3 separate regions of the Sus scrofa genome follow, and all the other regions are linked to region 3. Evidence: chromatin contacts called from public HiChIP or PLAC-seq data. All regions are on one chromosome and are shown on one strand. The core of a region is the stretch at or near the end of the contact, and the rest is flanking DNA. Distances in the headings are between cores, read along the strand shown.

Region 1 (4,043 bases), core at 176-2,675, 250 kb before region 3:
TTTTGCCATGTCCTGCTGTAAAACAGCAACACTCACCTCTTAATTTTTCTATTATTACACATAATTGCTTTCGTTTGGCAAGCAGCCAACAAAAACTAAGCGCCAGTTACCAGTGCTTAAACCAGAAGGTGACGGAAAGGAATCGGTTTTGTTTCCAACTCAACAATATAAAATAATGGTGATTTTTATTTAGAAAAAAAATGATGTGTATGCACAAAAATAGGTCTAGAGGGAGGAAAGCTGGAGGTTGGAGTTCAGCTAGCAGACAATCAGCTGTGTTTCTTGTTTCTAATCCTCCCCTCTCTGGCTTTGTGAGACAAGAATCAGCCTTGGTATGGTATCTGTTTCACTGTTTGGTCTTGTTTCATATTAAGGACTCCTAAAATAGCCCTCTTAAGAAAATAAATGTGCACAATAGGTTTACTCTTGGGGTTATCTTTAGAATCAACTCTAGTAAGCATTTGCCACAGAGGATTAGAAAAAAAAAAATCTCAAAACCAACACACTTGTTTCCTGCAAGCCATTCTGCTTTTCCCAACTGCTTTGCAGACAGACAATTTAATTTAGCACTGCATCTGTGAATTACCAAACTTAAGTGCACTTAGTATACCAAATGTCACAGGGAAACAAAATATAACTCCTCTTTATTTCTCTAGAGGACAAGTGCCACATTTTTTTTTAAACTCACTCTTTTAAAGCATACATTAAAACACCTAGATTTTGAGACATACATAACATATTTAGGGTAATGAAATAAAGCATTTAAGTCTCCCTTTGTTTCTCTAACACGCCCCTCCCCCGCTTCTTTCTTGGAAACACCAGGGACAATACTCAAAGTCTATTCCTAGCTGATTTACCCACTAGCTCACTGCCATTTTGAATTCTGCAGAAAACCTGTACTTGAACTCCTTTATGTTAAAGGATACTCACAAGTAAGATTCATTTCCTTGGAACGTTTTTTAACGGCAGGTAAAAGCAGTTGAATAGTTGGGAAGTAGTGGAAAAGAAAACATTTCTTTCAAAAGTCCCCAAAAAGAGACTTGAAAATTGTTTCCCATATGGTCTGCGTTACTATGACTTAGGTGACAGCCGAATCTACTCACTGTATCAATGGGGGAGGGGAGGGGCGGGGCGGAGCGGGGTGGGGGGCAGTTAGCAGGAAGCAAAGTAAGCATTTCCTCAAATCACAGTTGATTCCATTCTAATTCTTTCAGGGGAAAAAAATTCAAGCCATGGAGTATAAAAATTCATATTGAGATGAGAATCAATTGTAATTAGGCATTTGGTCAAAATGTGCACAAGACAGAACAATTGGAGGAAAGGATTCTTTATGAGCACATCCCTTCAGGAAAAGGGAGGGGGTAGGAGACAAGGTGAAGGGGAAGATGGAGCTGGTTTTCTCATCATCTGCTCTCTGGGGCACTGTGTGTGGTGTCAAAGACCTTTGCAGCTGCTTAAAATTCTTTAGCATGTCAGCTATATTTACAGTGCTGGAATATATCTGTATTGCCAGAAGGTTACTGCATTTTAGTTTTAGATGCAATAGGCTGAATCACAGCATTCCAGAGTCCCTGATGTAGCACAAATGTATAATTAAAACTGCTTGAAAGGAAACATGAAAGAAACAACAAACCCTCCATTCTTACAGTAATAAAATTAAAAACAGGAAAAGTCTGCACAGACACTTAACATTTGTCTGCAGTGAAAGGCTTTTGTTATTGCTTTTCCCCTAAGGGTTTCGCGTTTCCAGCAAACGCTGCCCTCCGATTGGCCGGCGCCTTCTGGGAACGCCGGCGTCTGATTGGCTGGGCTGAGGGCGGCCACCCGGAGCAGCAGGCAGCCGCGGGGGATAAAGGAGCATCGCTAGGGGAAGAGGCGGCGGCTGCAGTGGCCGGCCGGCCGGCAGAGAGGCGGGGGCGCGCTTCCCAAGCAGGGGTTCTCTTGGGGACAGAGGGCTGCCCGGCTCGGTAAATCAACGTCGGCTGGTCTTTGTGATGAAAGGCTACTGTCCGTGTGACTGTGCTGGGTTTCCCACCATGAGCCACGCTGCGCAGTTCCACGTTGCACACCAGCCCGCCCACAAACCCTCAGCATCGAATTCCAGGTCTTGGAATAGGACAAAGGGAAACGTGGGGGCTGGCGAGAAGGGCAGGACCCCAACACGCATTTAATCATTCGTTATGTGGGGTTTACCACGTGAAACTGTCAGGTCGCATAGGCAAAACAAGTTGTAACTTCCACGCTGCAGAGCTATTCACCATCGCAGGATAGGATTTCTAGAAGCCACAAGAGCATACCTCTAATCTAAGTACAAGTGATATTATTATAATCACCATCATTGTTAGCACTTGGTGGGAATAAAATCCTTAAAAAAAAAAAAGCCATTTTCAACTTCTCATTTTCCTAGTATCCCTTCATATTAACAAAAACAAACAAAAAAAACCAACTCCACTCCCAGGAAGATTTTGAATAGTTTCTCTGATTAAATACGTGTGCTTGGTCTATTTTTCTGTATATGCATAATCCATATCACAATGTCACCGAATGTTATCTGCCTAGAAGTCACATGAATATACGCATGCGCATGTTTACATGGCCAGGCCAAATCTGCTGTGTTGGAATGACGGTTTAAGGAATGCTTCTCATATAAACTACAAAGTGTATTGTTTCTCCATTAGGAAGTCTATGTTGAGACAACATCCTATTGTGTGGGCCAAGTACAAAGTAAGCAGTTAGCTCTATAAGATATAATCGGCTGATTTTGCAGCAGCCTCAACATCATGAACACTTTCTGATGCATGGCGATATAAAGCACACCATACTTTTTTAAAGGCATTAATGCCCAACACTAAAGTTAGTCCTTTAAAAGTCTAAATTTGAAGTTCGTAAGTCTAGGCATAGTTATTTTTCTTGCTTATCACATATAAACTAAAAATAAATTACGTTTATTCCAAAAAGATTTACCTATTTCGGAGTTCCCGTAGTGGCTCAGTGGTTAACGAAACCGACTAGGAACCATGAGGTTGTGGGTTCGATCCCTGGCCTTGCTCAGTGGGTTAGGGATCCAGCGTTGCCGTGAGCTGTGGTGTAGGTTGCAGATGTGGCTCAGATCCTGCGTTGCTGTGGCTCTAGTGTAGGCCAGCGGCTACAGCTCCGATTCAACCCCTAGTCTGGGAACCTCCATATGCCATGGGAGCGGCCCAAGAAATGGCAAAAAAAAAAAAAAGATTTACCTATTTTTTTACTTTTATTTACTTTTTCTTCACATTAATTCTTTCAAACATCTGGCCAATGAGCAAAGTACTGGGGACATTCTATAACAAGTTCTTTTCGTCTTTATCTTCTCAAGTGTCCTATCAGATTTATTATCTTCCCTTTCCACCTACAGACTGGGCATAGTCTTTCTCAAAATGCTAATCATGCCTGCCCTGTAACATTCCATACTTGAAAAATATCTGAAGATTAATACCAATAAGTAAGAATACATCCGAAGAGAGCAGTGAATGATTTGTGTGCTCACTATACAGTTTTCTTCTTTGTATTAAAGCTATGTCTTAGAAACTGATACATAATCTAAGTTGCCACCCCACAAAGCATAATACCTTCAGGACACTTAATCCACTTCAGAGCTTGCTAACTCTTATTTCCTCTTGTCCATACTTAGCAGTTAGGTGTTCCCAAAGAGGTGGTCAGGCCTGTTAAGCATTTACTATGCATCTACAGGGTATACAACTCGAGGAACCTATTTGGGGCTACAGAATCCACGTTTTGCCTGTAACTCCACCCAAACTCTATACTTTTTAAGAGTTTGCAAACTTGTAATAGAAGACAGGCATACCCTGTATTCCAGAAGTGGAAGTACAGTTTGCCCATATTACCCATACCAGGCGTAGGTCCTTTCATTCATCTCATGAAACTAGACCCAGAGGCTTTCACAGTACCTTCCCTGCCCATCACCCCTGCTCAGAGAGGCTTAGGCGACTAGGCTCCTACACCAGTAAACCTAATTCTGGTCCCATCTGACTCTTCCAATGAGGGGCAAC
Region 2 (3,910 bases), core at 1,061-3,560, 240 kb after region 3:
CCAGAGTTTTAGATCCAGGTTTTGGAACAATCTGCATAATTGTTTCACTTTGGCTGTATAATAATGGTTTTTTTTTTTTTCATTTATGAATTTGGTTTATTATTTCAGACTAAGATCTATCTGCACTCATAAAAAAGGAGACAGACTTTAAACACACTACATGTACATTTGTATTCTTGGGGTGAGATCAGCATTCAACTGGAAGGTTAAATGGAGTTCAGATAATTTCTTTTCTTTATTCTTTGCTCTGGCTTTTGTCTCCTGTCTTTCAGCCAAACTGAATAAAGATGTCTCCGTTTTACACCAAAAGATTCAATTACTTCTCAAATGCTGGGTAAACATCTGCAGATGAACGATCTTAACAAATGTATTTTGATTCTACACAAACTTATGCGACACGTTTTGTTTTCTCTCTCCAAGAGCAGAGAATAGATTCCAGGCTGCTATTCTGAGCCTGAGCCTCCACGGCCACTAGCACTGAATTTTTGGCAGGCAGCCAACCAATCTCTGTGGCCCAATGAAACTCTGATTCCATCTGCTCCAGCAGCGCCATATCTTCCACTTCAGGTCAAAAGCAGGGAGCCAGCAGTATTAACATTACACTAATCTGTAAAGACATTTTCACTGGGCTAGATAGGCTAATGTTACACAGGCTTTCAAAGCTTCAAGGGTAAGGAGCAACAGTAATTGTCAGGGGGAAACTCAGTGGGCAGTGGATTCTTGCAGAGACTATTCCAAGATGAGGCTAGATGGATGGTTCTCAAGAATGAGGAGCGAAATACCTCTTCAAAAAGACAAGTCACTATCTTGTTAAGCAGGTATTTTAAACACAGTGTGGAACCATCTATTTAGCAATGGAAACACTATCATTCTTTTTTTTTTTCCTGTTTCTTTCTATATCCCCCAATTTAAGCACAAATGTTCACACACACACACACACACAGAGCCTCAAAGTCTGTTAAATAATTGATGAAGAATACCACACTCTCCATTAAAAACTTAGATGGAAAGAGATTGCTCTAAGTATAACCTTGGTGTTATGAAAGCAGACCCATTCCCAGCTCTTAAAACATTTTAAAAATAAAAAGTAAGCGTATAGCTCACCACCCTCCCTCCGCCCCTCTCTGCTGTTTTGCTGTTTGTAGGAAACATGATCAGTTTGGGGATACGCAGCTCGGTAATCAATTGCTCGTTAAGTACAACCTACCAAGGACTTTATTAAAGGTCCTCCATGGAAAAGAAACTGCGGGAAAATACTCTGAAAGCAGATTAACGTATACAATGGAAATGTAATACCAGTAACAAAAAGGGTCTTTTTCATTTTCCTAGTTCTTCCTTGGTGGGGGTGGGGTGGGGGGCGGGGGGTGGTGGGGGGTGTTGTAGTTTAAGGTTCATGCCTTTAGGCACATCAGAAACCATTAAGAACTACATTCCAGGAAATTGTAATGAATAAAAATTCAATTTAGACTGCTTGATTTTCTTTCAGCAGAAGAGGAAAAATGTTTGGCTGGAAAAGAACTATTTGAAAATCCCCACAATTAGGAAGTACACAGCTAGGTTTTTGCTATAATTTAAAGTTACGCAGTGTTGACGTGAAAAATTACTTTGTGCTAGAATAATAGATTTCCCTCTATGTGGAAATAGGCTGTCTCTATAATGTAAAAAGTAGTAAAACATATCCATACTTTCAATTTTTTTTCCTTTTAATGTAAGTGAAAACCTAGGGTTATATATTTTGAAGTTTTCACTTATTACGGCTTTTTTAAAAACACTAAATATGAAAGTTGTCTGAAAATCAGTAAACCATCAGATTTTGCCATCTCTGAAAATAATCAAGAAAAATTGGCAAGCATTTTTATTGTACTGGTTTCATACTTACTGCCTCTCTATATTCCCTGTCATAAACATTTACTTATAAAAGGAGCTGAACATGCACAGAATTGAAGAATCCCCCGCCTTAACACAAAACAAAACAGAGCAAAACAATAACCGTTTCTACTCTAAATGGAAAATTCACACCGGGCACAGATGAATGAATATGTATAAGTCTTCATGCAGTGATATACATATGATTTCTCATCTACAAAAAGAGACCGGTTTGGAAGACTAGTTATCTGACCAGAAAAGCCTGTAGTAAGTTGAGATAAAGGAGACTGACTCCACTCCCCTCAGCCTTTGCAATTGCTTTATATTCTAATCACTGCACTAAGCATCTGTCCCCGGCAGGCAGCTTGTTCAATCTAGCAGATAACGAATGCAGCCGATGGTGGCTGCGCTGGCCCTTCCCCGTGCACACGAGGAGCTAGTGTTCCATTCCTCTGATTAAACAGGCAGTGGGAAAGCGCTCTCAGAGCTGTAATTGCCTCCGTTATGAAACATCTTCACCTGTTAGCCAAAGCTAAGTTGAATCACAGCAGAAATTATTAACAGTGGCTGTTTTCAAGCCAGCTTAATTTGAGCTGATGCTGCTGTTCACTTAACACAGATGAATAGGTGTGCAGGACGAGAGCCTAAGCGGAGATGACACTCCAATGAATATCTGCTCCCAGCCCTGCTGCGGGGAGCTGGCTTGCACAACAGACAATTGTTAAAAAGCGAAATGGGGGTGGGGCATTGGATAGGACCTGCTCCTGTGCCTCTGCCATCACCTCCTGTGCTCAGGAGAACTTCCCAACTGATGGCAGCTTTTGACAGCTAAATCATTTTTGCAATTAGTTTCCACAAATGTTGGCAAACACAAACTGTTTTTTGGGGGGGCGGGGGCGTACAAAATGGTGTGAGCAACCCTGCTTCAAACCCTGCTTCAAACGTGGCCAGAAACACTCTTTTCAGAGAACCGAACAGGCATTAAAATTTAATGGTCTGCTTTCATTTTCTCTGCAGTGTGCTTCGAGATGATTATAAATTACAGCATTCTGCTTACTTTTGACGGAATAAGTCATGTATCAGCATTTGATTTAGAAGCAATGTGTGCTTGACATATGAAACACATCTTGCAGATATGATTTATCACACAGCTCTTTTTTGTTTGTTTCAGGAGAAGCTGCACCACGGGGTCAGCACGGTGACAGTGACAGCCATCCTTGTAGGAGGGGTATGACTGTGACTTTAGACGGTGGATCTGAAAAGTCTGAATATGTCTTTATTTCCCAATTTGGGAGATCCTTTTGTTTGTTCTCTAAAGCTCAAAATGATTCCCAAAGATCTCTCTTATTTTTAAAAACTTTTTTTTTTTTTTTTTTTTTTGGTGGGAAAAGATGAGCAAGGCGTTACTGGATATGGGAATCTTTTCTCAAAGCTGGGTAGAGGTTTCAGGGGGAAGAAATTCTATAATCCCAGAGTAGTTTGGGAAGCTGCTGACTTGGAGGGTCTCTGGTGCAACATGACTGGCTGAGCAGAGAGGTTGAGAGCAGATGGGGGATTTTTCAGTTGGATGGGTGTGGGGCTAAAGGGTTGGAACATAAAGACAGTGCCTGATTCTTCTGTCAGCTGGTATATTTTTTTGCCTTTGGGGTTATGTCTGCTGGTGAACCGAGCTGCAACAGAGCCAGTCCATTCCTATCAGTGTCTCTTTATCATCAGCTCTGATGGCTGCAGCCAAAACAATTGTGTGGGGGACTTAATGGAGATCACTAACTAGTTTAACCAAACAGTTGGCTGGGTTGTGGTTTATCCATCAAGTCTGATGAATAATTCTAACAGAGCTGCAGAAATTCCACATATTCCTTAAAAATCACCGTTCATGGTATAAGGTCTAACTTGGAAATATACTTGCCTTCTTTTTCTGTTCATCTATCCTTAGAAAACCAAGGTTACCTATCACCTCATATCCTCCGGGTACTTTCCTCAATGTCTACACCTTATCTCTTTGGACAGTTTATTCTAAATTTATTGAAGGTCTACTATAATT
Region 3 (3,789 bases), core at 702-3,201:
TTCTTCTTAAAGGCTGCCCCCTGGACTGGCTGTGCTGCTTTAAATTCGGGTCTCTAAGAAATTGGTGTGAGCAACTTTCTTTGAGCCTTCAAAGTAAAGCCAAATGCTCTGTCCTCAGCAGGAAAGTGACTTTAATTAATTCTGGACGACCTTTCCATTGAAAAGCAAAACACTGCCCTGAGGCTTTTTAGAAAGGTTAGGTTGTACCTTTTCCCTCTTATGGTGAGGAGGTAGGTATGAGTGTTTCTCATACAAGCCTCTGCCTCCTGCGTTCCTGTAGAATGCACGCTCTTTAATCCAGGAAAAACAAAATAAAACAAACCAATGGGCAAAGAGGCCCTGTTTGTAGCCAATTAACTTCTCAATTCTAGCAAGAACTAAAGCACAGCATAAAATCTTCCATCACAATAAAATATGACTAAAGACCTCATCAATTCTCATTTAGCAAATGCTTTGTACTGGACCATCTTTTTCTCATACTTAGGAATTCCATTATTTCTTATTTCAGTGAACATGTTCGGGGAAAAAAAAAATTAAGTGGAATGGGATTAGGTTTGCCATTTGTCATTTACTCAGAACAGAATTCCGGTCTGACATGCAGGCAACTCATACCCAGAGCTTAATGCTTTTAGTAATTATAAGGATCATGTAGAGTATGTTGATTGGTGGGGGGAAAAAATCTTTATTAACTGCTCAGAAATAGTTAATTCTTCATTAGTCAGAGCACTGCACTAGAGGCTGCTGCCTGTGAACCATGGATTAGAGTTTATGATAGTAATAACCTCCCTGAAAAAACATTTGTTACTATACTTAATGACCAGATTTTAGTGCATTAACCTTCCTCAGGAGGTCAACTAACAAAATGGATGTTAACTGCTTGTAACAACCAATTCCTCTGAAATTAATATTTAGATGCCTTTGGTGTCAAAAAAAAACCTTCCTTCCCTATCAGGGCATTAAAAACACTTCTAAATTATTAATAGCAGGCAGGATTCAATGCCTCAAAGATTTCCATGCCAACGCTCTTTATCCTCAGCCTCTTCCTATTTTCTCGAACAGAGTTCTCTTCGGCAGGAACAAGGAAGGCATTCAGGGAAATTAGGTCTCAGAAATGCATGTGGGTCAACAATGTACTGCAGTTTGGAAAAGGTCATCCTTTAAGTTCAACAGAAATAAACATTACAGGAGTGTGAAAGGCGATGCTGAGAGCACACTGGGAACCCAACGGGGACAGACACCCCGCCAGGCCTGGGCTCCAGAGCTACAGCCCTCTCACCACCTGTCAGGAACTCCTTAACGACACGTTTTTTTTTTTTTTTTTGCATCCCTTCTGCGACTGACCTCCTGGCTCATCTCTCCAGCCCCTCCCTCTGCCTTCAAATTGGAAACAAACCACACTTATGTCAAAACAACTTCTCAACTATTTCCTTCCCGAGCAATCCCAGAATATAAAACATGTTCTGAAAAGCTGCACCATTCCCTGGAGAAATTTTATGATTTGGTTACTGCAGAGTGTGCTGCTCCTTGGCTGGGGTAGCCTGAAGTCCTTGCCAAACAATGAAGCAATGCTATTATTAGCCTTCCTATTCAATGGCCACAAAACAGCCCCTGTTTCTATTTTCAGACTGTGCTCTTCTGGCTCAAGAAGGCCAACACTGCACCCGTAGGGCAAAGGAGCCATCCATTGCCAAAACCTGCAGAGCAGTGGGAAGGGGAAAGGTTTTCCTGGTGGCATTTTTCGGCAGAGGTAAAATCCAGATGGGGAGCCAAATCGCCGCCTGCGAGTCTCAGCAGAGGTTTTCCTACTGGGTCTGGGAGGGCACCCCTGGGATCTCAGCAATGAAGCTGCTGTGTTTACTACTTTTCTCAAATTGCCTGGATGCAGTCACTGACTCAGTCGTTTAGATCAGCCCAGTGCAGGCGCAAAACGCTAAATCAGTAACACACAGAGCTGACGTGAATGGTTCAAGTGACGATGTCAAAGGCTTGGGCAGTTGCCTCTCGGCATGGTCAGTTACAGCCCAGCAGCAGTGTTCCAGAGGAGCCAGGCAATGTGGGGCATTTGATTTTTTTTTTTTTTAATGAGCTATAATGGACAGAACATTATATTAGTGTCAGGTGTACAACATCATGATTCGATATATATTATGAAATGATCACAGTAAGTCTAGTTAATATCCATCCTTGTACAGGGTTACCATTTTTTTGTGTATGATGAAAACTTTTACGATTGATTCTTTTAGCAACTCCTTTTACTCGTTTGCTTAACCTCCACCCCTGCCCCTGGCAACCACTAATCTGTTCTTTGTACCAATGAGCTTTTTTTTTTTTTTTTAAAGATGCCACATATAAGTGTGATTATACAGTATTTGTCTGACTTATTTCACCTAGTGTAATGCTCTCAAGGTCATTCCATAGCTTCACAAATGATATTATTTTATTCTTTTTTATGGCTGAATTACATACATATGTGTGTATATGTATACACATATATATGATATATGTATGTATGTGTATGTTTGTATCTATGTATCTCATATTTTTTTATCCATTCATCCATCAATGGATACTTAGGCTGTTTCCATGTCACACATATTGGAAATAATGCTGCAGTTAACATGGGTGTGCATTTATCTTTTCCAGTTAATGTTTTCATTTATCTTTGGATAAATACCCAGAAGCAGAATTGCTGGGTTATATGGTAATTCCATTTTTAGTTTTTTGAGGCACCTCCATACTGTTTTCCACAGTGGCTGCACCAATTTTCATTCCCACCCACAGTACACAAGGATTCCCTTTTCTCTACATCCTTGCCAACACTTGTTATTTCACAGCCATTCTAACAGCGTGAGGTGATATCTCATTGTGGTTTTGATTTGTACTTCCCTGATGATTAGTGATGCTGAGCATCTTTTCATATACTATGTCTTCTTTGGAAAAATATCTCTTCAGTTTCCTGGCCCCTATTTTAATTGGTTGGTTTTGTTCTTGCTGCTGTTGAACTGTATCAGCTCTTTACATATTTTAGCTATTAGCCCCTTATCCAATATACAATTTGCAAGTACTTTCTTCTAGTCCATAGGTTGTCTTCTCATTTCATTGATGGTTTTCTTTGCTGTGCAGATGTTTTTTGGTTTTGGTATCTGCCGGGTTGTTTATTTCTGATTTTGGAGTCAGAGCCAAAAAATCATCCCCAAGACTGATATCGAGGAGCTGACCGCCCATGTTTTCTTCTAGAAGTTTATGGTTTTAGGTCTTTTGTTCAAGTCTTTAATCCATTTTGAGTTAGTTCTTGTGTATGGTCTAAGAGAGTGGTACAGTTTCATTCTTTTGCATGTGGCTGCCCAGTTTTCCCAACACAATGTATTGAAGAAAATGTCCTTTATCCATTGTATATTCTTGACTCCTTTGTTATAGATTAATTGACCATATAGGCATGACTCCCTCCCCCCCCCCCCGGGGTTCTCTGTTCTGTTCCATTAATCTAGATATCTATTTTTGTGCCAAAATCATACTATTTTGATTACTATAGCCTTGTAATATAATTTGAAATCAGTGAGTGTAATGCCTCCGGCCATCTTTCTCAAGATCATTTTGGTTATATGGGCTTTTTTGTGGTTCCCTATACCTTTCAGGAATGTTTGCTCTATTTCTGTGAAAGAGGCCATTGACATCTTGCACTGAATCTGTGGATTGCTCTGGGTGGCATGGACGGGGGTCATTCTTATTTTTTTCTGATGGATACTTTCGTAATATTGGAAATTTAGTGCAGACAGGGGTCCATTAGAA

Evidence for each region. HiChIP or PLAC-seq counts read pairs in DNA pulled down with a chosen protein or histone mark.
Region 1: a contact with region 3 is called in an H3K27ac HiChIP or PLAC-seq map of skeletal muscle. The contact joins two enhancer-like sites. A contact is called at or near these places in 4 of 47 Hi-C or Micro-C datasets (embryonic fibroblasts, heart right ventricle, retroperitoneal adipose tissue and 1 more) and 1 of 2 datasets of contacts at active chromatin or transcription factors (skeletal muscle).
Region 2: an H3K27ac HiChIP or PLAC-seq map of skeletal muscle shows a contact between it and region 3. The contact joins two enhancer-like sites. A contact is called at or near these places in 2 of 47 Hi-C or Micro-C datasets (fetal heart ventricle and heart right ventricle) and 1 of 2 datasets of contacts at active chromatin or transcription factors (skeletal muscle).

The regions. Positions count from the first base shown.
Region 1 is chr2:128,059,291-128,063,333 of Sscrofa11.1, forward strand. The region is part of intron 3 of ZNF608 (zinc finger protein 608); the gene reads right to left. Among named protein-coding and RNA genes, the nearest start is that of ZNF608, 95 kb to the right of the region's middle. Within about 2 kb of position 1,426, at least 53 of the 83 cell types and tissues checked have an H3K27ac peak or open chromatin away from gene starts, as enhancers often do. A contact at or near this core is called in skeletal muscle, where this site is marked.
Region 2 is chr2:128,549,336-128,553,245 of Sscrofa11.1, forward strand. The region is part of intron 10 of LOC102158243 (a long non-coding RNA gene); the gene reads right to left. Among named protein-coding and RNA genes, the nearest start is that of ZNF608, 390 kb to the left of the region's middle. Within about 2 kb of position 2,311, at least 16 of the 83 cell types and tissues checked have an H3K27ac peak or open chromatin away from gene starts, as enhancers often do. A contact at or near this core is called in skeletal muscle, where this site is marked.
Region 3 is chr2:128,307,165-128,310,953 of Sscrofa11.1, forward strand. LOC106509541 (a long non-coding RNA gene) reads left to right here. Exons shown (of 3, transcript XR_001307170.2): 1 at 1-1,747. Among named protein-coding and RNA genes, the nearest start is that of ZNF608, 150 kb to the left of the region's middle. Within about 2 kb of position 1,952, at least 11 of the 83 cell types and tissues checked have an H3K27ac peak or open chromatin away from gene starts, as enhancers often do. A contact at or near this core is called in skeletal muscle, where this site is marked.